Linked DNA regions of Gossypium hirsutum: all the other regions are linked to region 1. A link is a contact called in public Hi-C data. All regions are on one chromosome and are shown on one strand. The core of a region is the stretch at or near the end of the contact, and the rest is flanking DNA. Distances in the headings are between cores, read along the strand shown.

What was found. Hi-C and Micro-C count contacts between places; a contact is called where the count stands out from the background.
Region 2: a Hi-C map of leaf shows a contact between it and region 1, with 4 times the contacts expected there. The contact joins the promoter of LOC107927460 here to the promoter of LOC107926652 in region 1. A contact is called at or near these places in 2 of 34 Hi-C or Micro-C datasets (callus and leaf).
Region 3: a Hi-C map of leaf shows a contact between it and region 1, with 1.6 times the contacts expected there. The contact joins the promoter of LOC107927789 here to the promoter of LOC107926652 in region 1. A contact is called at or near these places in 8 of 34 Hi-C or Micro-C datasets (callus, leaf and petal).

The regions. Positions count from the first base shown.
Region 1 is chrA08:17,168,180-17,171,613 of Gossypium_hirsutum_v2.1, forward strand. LOC107926652 reads right to left here and starts at 1,365. Exons shown (of 1, transcript XM_016857574.2): 1 at 495-1,365. The coding sequence starts at 1,145. The coding sequence ends at 618.
Region 2 is chrA08:16,824,410-16,827,607 of Gossypium_hirsutum_v2.1, forward strand. It overlaps LOC107927460 (mitochondrial zinc maintenance protein 1, mitochondrial), which reads left to right and starts at 1,397. Exons shown (of 2, transcript XM_016858554.2): 1 at 1,397-1,810; 2 at 2,005-2,313. The coding sequence starts at 1,570. The coding sequence ends at 2,096. It overlaps LOC121204607 (a long non-coding RNA gene), which reads right to left and starts at 2,830. Exons shown (of 2, transcript XR_005899757.1): 1 at 2,691-2,830; 2 at 2,490-2,593.
Region 3 is chrA08:16,760,098-16,763,283 of Gossypium_hirsutum_v2.1, forward strand. LOC107927789 (phytochrome A-associated F-box protein) reads right to left here and starts at 1,449. Exons shown (of 2, transcript XM_041074767.1): 1 at 1-1,449. It overlaps LOC107927694 (NADH dehydrogenase [ubiquinone] iron-sulfur protein 5-B), which reads right to left. Exons shown (of 2, transcript XM_016858832.2): 2 at 2,608-2,922. The coding sequence ends at 2,821.

The DNA of each region.
Region 1 (3,434 bases), core at 115-2,614:
CATTCTGCCCTCTTTACCTCATTCCAACTCTTCATTTTTCTTGAAATATCAGATACATAAGGATACTAAGATCAACCTAGAAGTATATATATCTGAAAAAAGACTAGAAAAACATCAACCTGCCTGTGTTGTACTCATACCCGATATTTGATGCTTAGCCACGAATCTTATCAACATAGCTTAATAGTTACAGGAAATCACTGTTCCGAAGTTGTTTAGAGTACATGATCTTGTGAATAACTTCTATAGTAGAATGCAGAATAACAGGATGGGGATCTGTTTAACATGGTCTTAGCATTCTAAACTATCTGGCTCGTAGCATTAATAAGGGTTGCACTAATGTTTTAACCTATTCTACATTATCTTGCTTTATCTTGCTCATATCACTAACGTGTGGTTGATCAGTTCTTCCCTAAACCAAGCATTTAAAGGATGAAACCAATACCAACCACATAAACAGCAACAAATAAATATGAGTTCAAGGTCTAAACCCATTAAAAAAGTTGAGTCCATCAATTTCGATTAACTAAAAACCCAATTCAATTTAAACCAAGGTTCATACAAATCCGTTTTTCATGAACCTCTGTAGTTAATTTATTCTACCCCCACAAATTCCTCTAAATTGAAGGAAAAGAAGACTTAATTCTAAGTTTGCTTACTTTCCCATTACTATTAGCGCAATCCAATCCGCAGCCGCACTGTGGGCACTCGTAAAAGTTGTCAATAGGAAAGCTAGCAGATGCAATCCCCACCGAAAATTCCAGCTCATCTTCATCTCTAACAACCTCCACGATGTTGAGCCATAAAAACAGGATCTTGACACTGATCCCACTCAGGTTTTTGAGCCTGTTGTTGGAGATGATCCCGCTGATCGTGGATTTGTATTTGAGTTGATAAGACCCTTCCAGTGAGAAGCTACACGAACCCTCTAAGTAGGCATGGAACCGACCGGTGGATTCATCTAATTTGTACTTTAAGACGCCTTGGGGGAGAAGCCCAACGGGGAAGTTGTAGCCTTGGAGGACTTCGTAGGGTGAAAGGGAGTCGCCGGTGAGGTTGAGGGGGGATGACGTGGCCAGTGGGGTGTGGAGGAAGAGGAGGAGGAGGGCGGCTGTGAAAGTGGCGGTGGGCGGAAGGAAAGCCATTGCTTTGTTTGGGTTAGGCAGCGAAAGAGGACAGTGGAGGAAGAAGAGGGGAAAGGAGATGCCTTGTTACCGAGTGCGTGTCGGGGGGTTGGCCGCTTTGGTTAATGAGTAATGAGTGATGAGTGATGAGTGATGAGTAATGATTGACTTTAAGGGAGGAAAGGGCCACATGGTATTTGGCTGTCTTGGAGCACGTTGTTAACCGGAAATGAGACAAATCGGGACGCAAATTTCTGAAGCGGTGACTAAGCTATTATTCTTTGTGTACGCTTAACAGGGTTAATTGGCTAATTATATTAATCATTTAATAATCAATATTATATTAATCAAATTTTTTAAGTCCATTTTACATTTAAAATACATCATGTATTACTACATTATTTAATATGTAAAAAAAATTCTTTTAGTATCTATCTTTAATAGACCTACAGAATACTGATGATTAATTACTAGACTTATTCCAACAGATTCTTTGAGAAATAAAATAAAATAAATCCTTTTAAATTTTAATGATACGCCCCTTTTCATATTTTAGATTCAATTTGTTTATAAAATGAGTAGAATTTAATTTGTGTGTTTTCAATGTGCTTCATTGTAGCATTTAATAAACAAATTAATAATTAGTCTTATAGAAAGATTTAATTGATACAATATTAATATTTTAAGAATTCAATTATAATATTTTAAAGTTTAAGAATTCATTTAAAATTTGAATGATAGTTTGAAAACCTTTTATAGAATTAACCCTTAAAAACATTTTTTTTCAAAATAATTTATATTTCGTTGATTTACATTTTATTTATTTATCAATTATTAGAGAATAAAATAACACCATCTTCAAAATCACAAGGTGAATTGCATGGTATATTAGTTGTAAACGATGTCTCAATATTTCTCACTTTATTTACTAATGACAATTTTTTGCTCTTTTGGGCCACTGATTCTGAATGTACAGTGGTAAGGAGATACTCTGTGAGACGACGTCAGGACTAGCAATTAACTTTGTGAAGTCAGGAATCATGTTTAGTTCAAACACTAGTGGCACCATTCAAGATTCGGTTAAATCTATGTTGGGCATTAATAGCCCTATTGATCATAGGCGTTATCTCGAGCTTCCTTCGTTGGTGGGTCGTAACAAGTGGCAAGCCTTTGCTTTTATCAAGAAGCATATTAGTAAATGCATTTTTCATTGGCAAAATAAGCTATTGTCTTGGGTAGGTAAAAAGGTCTTGATAAAGAATGTTACTCAATGTGTTCTCGTGTATAACATGAGTGTGTTTTTGTTGCTTGTGCCTTTATGTGCTAAGTTGCATAGAATGTTGAACTTGTTCTGGTGGGGGTTCTAGTTGAAATTGTCGTAAAGGAGTTCACTGGACGATGTGGGATCGTCTATGCGTCCCTAAGAAGTGGGGCGACATAGGATTTATAGACTTTTATTGTTTTACCTTGGCGTTATTGGGAAAGCAGGTTGTGGATTGGTTTCAAATCCAAATAGTTTAGTTAGTCGTTTCTTTAAGGCTAAATATTTTTCGAGTTGTAGTCTTTTTGAAGCTGATGAGGTTACCAATTAATCTTTTATTTGACAAAGTTTAATTGTTACACGTCATATTGTGCATATCGGAATTCAATAGAGAGTTGGTAATGGGTGTGATATTAGAGTTTATCATGATTCGACGCTTATTAATGATGATAATTTTTATGTTGATTCGCTTCTGTTACTTGGTATAAAAAATATTTGAGTTTTTGATTTGCTTAATGTGGATGGGTGGTCTTGGAACAGACCATTGATTGAATGTTTGTTTTCACCAAGTGATTGTGAATAGATATAGCAAATCTTGATTAGTCTCAATCATCATCACCTAGATAAACTTATATCGCTCTTTGCTATTGATGGTCAATATAGTGTAAAGTCAGGTAATATATTAGTGTTATAATATGTGAATACACATGTGATTAATGTGTGATTAGTTAGGTGGTTAGGCAGTTAACAAACTGGTAAATTGTTAACAGCAGTGAAGGCTTTCTTTAGTGTATATAAACGTGTATATGGGCAGAATACAGAGTAAGCAGAAAGTTTAATTTCATTTTGAATAAATCTTCTTCTCTTCTTTGTAGAGTTTTCTTTAAGAATTTGTTAGCTTACTAGATTTCTATCATGGTATCAGTCGCTCGGTGATTCTCGGGCATGGCTACCACGCATTCTGTCGAATCTGATTCTGTTGAGCTTAATGGCTCGGTGTTTCTTGGTGATCGAGTGGTCACTTCTTTTCCTCGGCATGAGGTTGTCAA
Region 2 (3,198 bases), core at 147-2,646, 340 kb before region 1:
ACCGTGTGAACCCTACAGCTTTGAAAATTTTAATATTTTGCGAAAATTTTTTTGAGTTTCCGAATTAGTCTCAACTTGTTTCTATCACGTATTTTGGGCCTCAAGGGCTCGAATAAGAGACAATATGTATGAGTTTGATTGATTTTGACTTGAATATTATATGATATGAAATGTTTTGAAATCATGTCTGTTTGATCGATAATGCTTCGAAACCCTATTTCGACGACAGATGTAGGTTAGGGGTGTTACAGGTTTAGATCTCGAGTCCAAAAGTTAATTAGCAACACATAAGTCAACCAACCGTTGTCTGTTATTAATTTGTTAATTTCATAAGTTTACCTATTTTACAATTTGGTCCTTTTTATTGATTAGTTAGCAAACTAGTGTAATTAATCTCTTGTATGGCCTGCCGTAATATAATGCTTAGTGAGTGGTTAGCTAGACTTCTTTAATTGCATGTTAATTAATTAGGGATCACTGAATCGCTAACTCCTTTGGGTTCGATCCTTAGAAAACTCTGGTGTTCCATTGAACATTATAAATATTACAACTCGACACTGTCCGCTTGCAGTTAAAATCGAAAATTTAAATTATTTTATAAAATTGTTTATCATGCGTGCACGCGGTCAAGTATCCACTAGAGCGATTCAGTGACTTATCCTTCACGTTCTGTAGGCTCATTAAGGGGGTAGACATTAGTCACGAGTTTTAAAGCCACTCCATACCTAAGGCGAGTATCGAACCGTCAACCATTGGGTAATGTAAGAGAAACCCATTGGATCTCACCTAACTCCCATGGTTGATATGACTTAACTTTTAGTTAAGCATTGACATCATTTCCTTTGATATATATATATTGACTTAATTTCCAATGTATAGCAACTTTTAGGGCTTATTCCATTTGATTGTAATATTTTAGGAACAAATCTCAAAATTATACATAAACTTTTATTAAATGTGCAACTGTATACATGAATTTTAATTTGGTGCAATTATACAAATGAAACTCTAATTGTGGTTCAAATGTATACTTCAAACTTTAATTTTGATTTAATCATACACATTTAAAGAAATAAATACATCAATTTATTTTTATATTGGATAAATATAAATTATTCATGTATGCAATATATAAACATAAAATGATGTTATATCAATAATTGTGTTAATAATTTACAAGAATTGGATTAAATCATAATTTCATGTATAAAATTACAAAAAATTGAAGTTCATATATACAATTGCACATTAAACCATAGTTCATGTATAGTTTTGAGATTTATCTCTAACATTTTATATATAAATGGAATTATTTTTTGAAAAAATTTGTTCAATAATTTTTTTATAAATATATATTTAATATTATTTAAAAAAAGAAAAACTTGTTAAAGAAAAAAGGTTAGTTAACTCTTTTTTTTTTTAGTAGCGTGCAAAATCTTAAATAATTATAGTTGAAGAAACGACAGCGTCTCGAAGTTAGTAGCAGCAAATTCTGGCAAGCAAGCAGCAGCGCAGAATTAGAAGGCAGACTCCGAGTGAGAGAGAGAGAGAGAGAGAGAGAAGTGAAAGATGGTAAGAGGAAAAGCACTAAGCGCGTATAGGGCTCTTCTAAGAGCCACCCGCAAATCATTTGCCGGCGACACCTTGATGTTGAACGCCTCTGCCGTTGAGGTTCGTCAGAAATTTGAAGCCAATCGTCATGTCACCTCGGAGCCTGAGATCCAGAAACTCCTCGAGGAAGCACGGGAGGCCTCCCATTTCGTTTCCACCATGATTGTTCAAGCCAAGCTCAACGAACGCGGCGGCTACGGTAACTTATCTTTTTTTTCATGTTTTCCATTCAATTTTACATGCACGTTTTGTATGAATGCCTCATATTCTATGATCACCACCTGTTCGATGCATTGTCTGTTTGACCTCTTGTAAGAATACTTTTTCTCTCTTCAACTACTTAACTGCTTAGTTAAGGTTCGTCATGATAAGCGCTGTTGCTGATTGCTGCAGAGGTGAAGCCGAGTAAGGAGCATGCAGGAGCTACTTTGGAGATTCCTTCCGAAGAGATCATCAGAAAATCTGCATCACAGTCTAAACAATGAACTTGGGCTTTTATCAGATGCATACTGCTCTATTTGTTTGCTATTTTTGCTGTCTGCTAGTGGATACATTTGACCCTTGAGCTTACTTCTGTTTTGCAAAACTTGGTAGAGATCTATCCAAAGCAAAAACCATTTTAATGGGTTGCTCTAAAATTTTATTCAATGTGAAACAATTATGTGGCAAATTTTTACTTGATAAAATCCCTATTAGGTAAAACAAGCCTTCTAGCAGCGTGATTTGTGCATTTTACAATGTATCAATGCCTTGAGTTCAAGATATGTTAAACTAGAGGTATCACAATCTATGGATACTTAGTTATAAAGCGGGCTACATCTGAAGGTTATTAAGATTAGGTACTTGATGGTTGTGCACAAATTTCTGATTCTATGGAAGACACCAAACAGCTGTAGTCTGATTGAATAATGTCGAAAACGGATAAGCTTTGTGCCTTTACTATAATTATCTAGCACAGTTCTCTGTCAAGAAGAAGTTTAACCTGAAACATTCATATTAAGACAATGTTAAAGAGGGAAAAGAAAACAAGTGAAGTGAAATCAGTTTATATTCTACAGTTCGACTGTCTAAGCACTCACTGTGTTGGTAGTTCATTTTGTATTATGATCATTCATGGGATATAATATGGTTTTTTTTCTCTTGTCAAAGTCATTTTAGAGCTGTTGACACATTTGGGTTTATGGTAGAGTTTCTACCAGTCACTTGGTTATGGTCAGATTATTTCTGCAACAGCTCTAAGTTGCAATGTCTGTCACCAATGACGAAAATGAAGGCCTTGTATGACACTACCAACTTCAAAAGTTTAGGAAAAGCTTTGGTCTAATGCTGCAGTGCACTTGCAATTTATTAAAAGTGGAGGGGCTACAGAATGAGGTTGATGTTATAGTAGCCCTAATCACTACATTCATGTGAATTGCATCATTATTTGACAGAATCATGTGGACTTGAACCAAATAGGATTTGGTGATGATGCCCCTCTCCTTTCATGCAAAACACCATTGCTGCAGAAACAGTCATTAATCAACCCACCATGTATTTTCAGTAGTGATTGCCAAAATGATGTCTTTAGCATTATACAACTGACTG
Region 3 (3,186 bases), core at 199-2,698, 410 kb before region 1:
AATTGATTTTATTTTCGATGCCAGCTTTATCTTGTTTAACCCCATCTGTTACTGTTGCTAAACTCAGTGCTTGCTGCCGGACTGGGTTACGTGAAACCGCATTAATGGTCTCTCTTTTGTTAGAAATTAAATGCCCTTGTAGGTTTATTATATCCCCTTTCTGGCCTGGATTTTTGTTGGTCTAAGAGGAGTCTGTAGCTTGGGTTCTTAATTTTGACCCGTCAGTGTGGTGCGAGATTTGGTCCTTGTGCATAGGGCCATCTTTTCTTCCTGGACCCAACACGATAGGGCCTGGTTGGATATGTAAAGTACCACTTTCTATTTCCTCTTCATGGGCTTTGGAAGACCCATCGTCATCTAGGGTTTCCAACACCTGGAATCTTGAGTTCCTTTCTGCCCCGGCTGTGCTTCCTCCGTCAACCTTCCGTCCTACTTTGCCAGTTTTTCTTGCCTTTTTTTCAACAAGCATCCACGGCCGTAGCCACCGCGACTGGAGTTCTCGTCTTTATTTTCCCTCATGGTGAGACTCTGTTTCGGTTTATCTCCTGGACTGCCTTCTCCAAATCCTTCTAATCCCTTCTCTCATTTGGGCCATATTTCTTTTGTGTGTCCATAGTGCCCACACTGGAAACACACCATTAGGAGTTGTTCATACTCGATTCGTTGAGTAAAACCATTGATCATAACATGAGAAATCAAGGGTTTGTCTAGATTAACGAAAACCGCCATCCTCGCAAATCTTCCTCTTACACCGTTATCGGTGTTGAAATCAAGCTTTACGACTTTTCCGATCGTCGCCCCGATTTCTCGTAGAACTTGCCATTTATACATATGGCCAGGTAATCTAGGAAGTCAGATCCAAACTATGACTGTGCTTGGGTACGGTTGAATGGGGTTGAAGTCTATAGTCCATGGTTATACTGTTAAGTACTGACCAAAAATAACCCGAGGCCCTTGGCACAACGCCTTCTCAAAATCTTCTGAGTTTTTGAATTTTGCTAGAAAATACCCGTTTTCCACGTCCATTAGCCGGAATGGTTGAGAGGGTTTCCAAAGCGAATTTACCTTTGTTTTGCAGTGCATTATAACCTATATTTCTCCCCAATAGTTTAATTACTACTGTGAATTCCATGTGTTTAATGAGGATTTGGTTGATTCGATCAGAAAATTTAATCGAAGCAATGCCATCGATTGTTGAACGTTCCACGTCTTCTTCCAATAACTCAAAGTCCTCATCTTCGTCCAAACCTATTGCGATTGTTGTTTTCTCATTCGAGTAAAGCCCTCTGCCCATCAGTCGGTCTTTCCAAGAAAGAGATTTTCCAATTTCTTGTGTAGCTTCCATTGCGACATCCTGATTTTCCTCGATTTCTCGTATTCTAACTTTCTTTGTTGATCTACTCGCTGGTTTGCCTTCATCATTGCCATCGTGTTCCGTAAGGTCCATCGTTTTCTGTTATACAACTTTAAAAATAAAGAATATTTAAATCTAGTAGTCTGTTAACTAATTTCTAATTGATGATCAACTTATTAAAATTTAAGATTAATATACAAAAGTTAATTCTCCAAATCAGTTTTAAGATTATAACCGCCTATAAATCGGGATTAGGTTTACTTAAAAACCCTAAAATAAGGTATTATAATTTTAACGACCATTAAATTTAATTTCTTTACAAATAACACTTGAAGCCAATAATAAAATTAAAAAAAAAATAGATCCAAACTCAATCAAATAAAATTAAAAAAAAATTATTTATAAAAAATTTCAAAGATTATAACTTTCAAAATTTAATAAATAAAATTCTTTTATTTGATCCAAAATAAAAATTTTACATCTCTTTGTTTATCGCATGATATAATATAATTTAGGCATAATTATTATTATTTTTGGCCCTCTTAACTTTATATAAAAAGATCATTTTAGAATTTCATTTAATTTTTTTATCTTTTTAACTTTTAAATTTACATTTTTTGTCAAATCATCCAAAATGAATGAAAAATTTAGCTTCTGTTAACTTTGTTGACATAGCGACATACACGTGGATGACATGTCAATATTTAATTAATTTTTATAATTTTTTTTAATAATTAATGTAATTAAATTATATAAACTAATCAAACTGCTCAAACTAATTACTTGACCGATTCAACCACCGATTCAATTCTGAAAATTTTGTTTAAAACTGAGGAAAGTAACTTAAAATAAGCTCTCTTTTTTTCCTTAATCTTCCACTCACCTTATAAATAAGCAATCAATATAAAAAATGAATAATCATCATGAACTCATAGAAATATGATCTGTTTTTCTTTTTTTACCACGCTTGCTTCTAAGGAGGACATCCATGTCACACAAGGATATGTGCTCATAGTAAAAACAGGATAGGTTACCGTTCAATCAATTCAATTAAATAAATTATTATTAAAAATTCATAAAAGAAATTTTTTTTAAAAGAACTAATTCTGAAGCTGATTCAATCGATTCATACCGGTTTACAAATTAATCAGTTTAATCTCTCTCTCCAAATTAGTATCCCAATCAATTTCTGATCCAATCAGTTCTGATCCAATCAGTTTAATTCGATTTAAACAATAATGCTCCAGCTGAACTAAAATAAAATTCTCAGAATTTGAAAATTAAAGTCGCAAATATTGCTGTCACATCCAGGTCTAGTGATGAAAGATTAACCATTGCCTCTGTTGCACGGGCTCAAAACAACAGTCTCCATTCCAAGGAACAGGAAATATAGGAAAGATCCAACAAAAATACAACAATCTCCATGCATTATTTTTCTTGGAAATTTGAATGATCACAAATTATCATCATGCATGATGGTGAACACCATCTCCGCCATCCTTTTCTTTTCGTGCGGCAGCTCTTATTTTTCGTTGCTCTTCCTTGTAAATCCTATTTCTTCGCTGAAACTGCAATAATTATCAACATTGAACAAAATGGATGTCAATATATGAAATGAATCATAGCGCCATTGAATCAAACATCCACGTTGTTGTCACCACCACGAATCATGGGATGAAATCATGAGATCTAAATTTATGAGGGGCCATGTCGAAATATAAAATGTCTGATTTTCTTTACCATTGACCTAAGCTCACATCTAACAGGGTTTTTGGAACCAACAAGTTGGTTGAAGCGGTAGAGGCCTTCCCCCCTTAAGGGTGAGAACATAA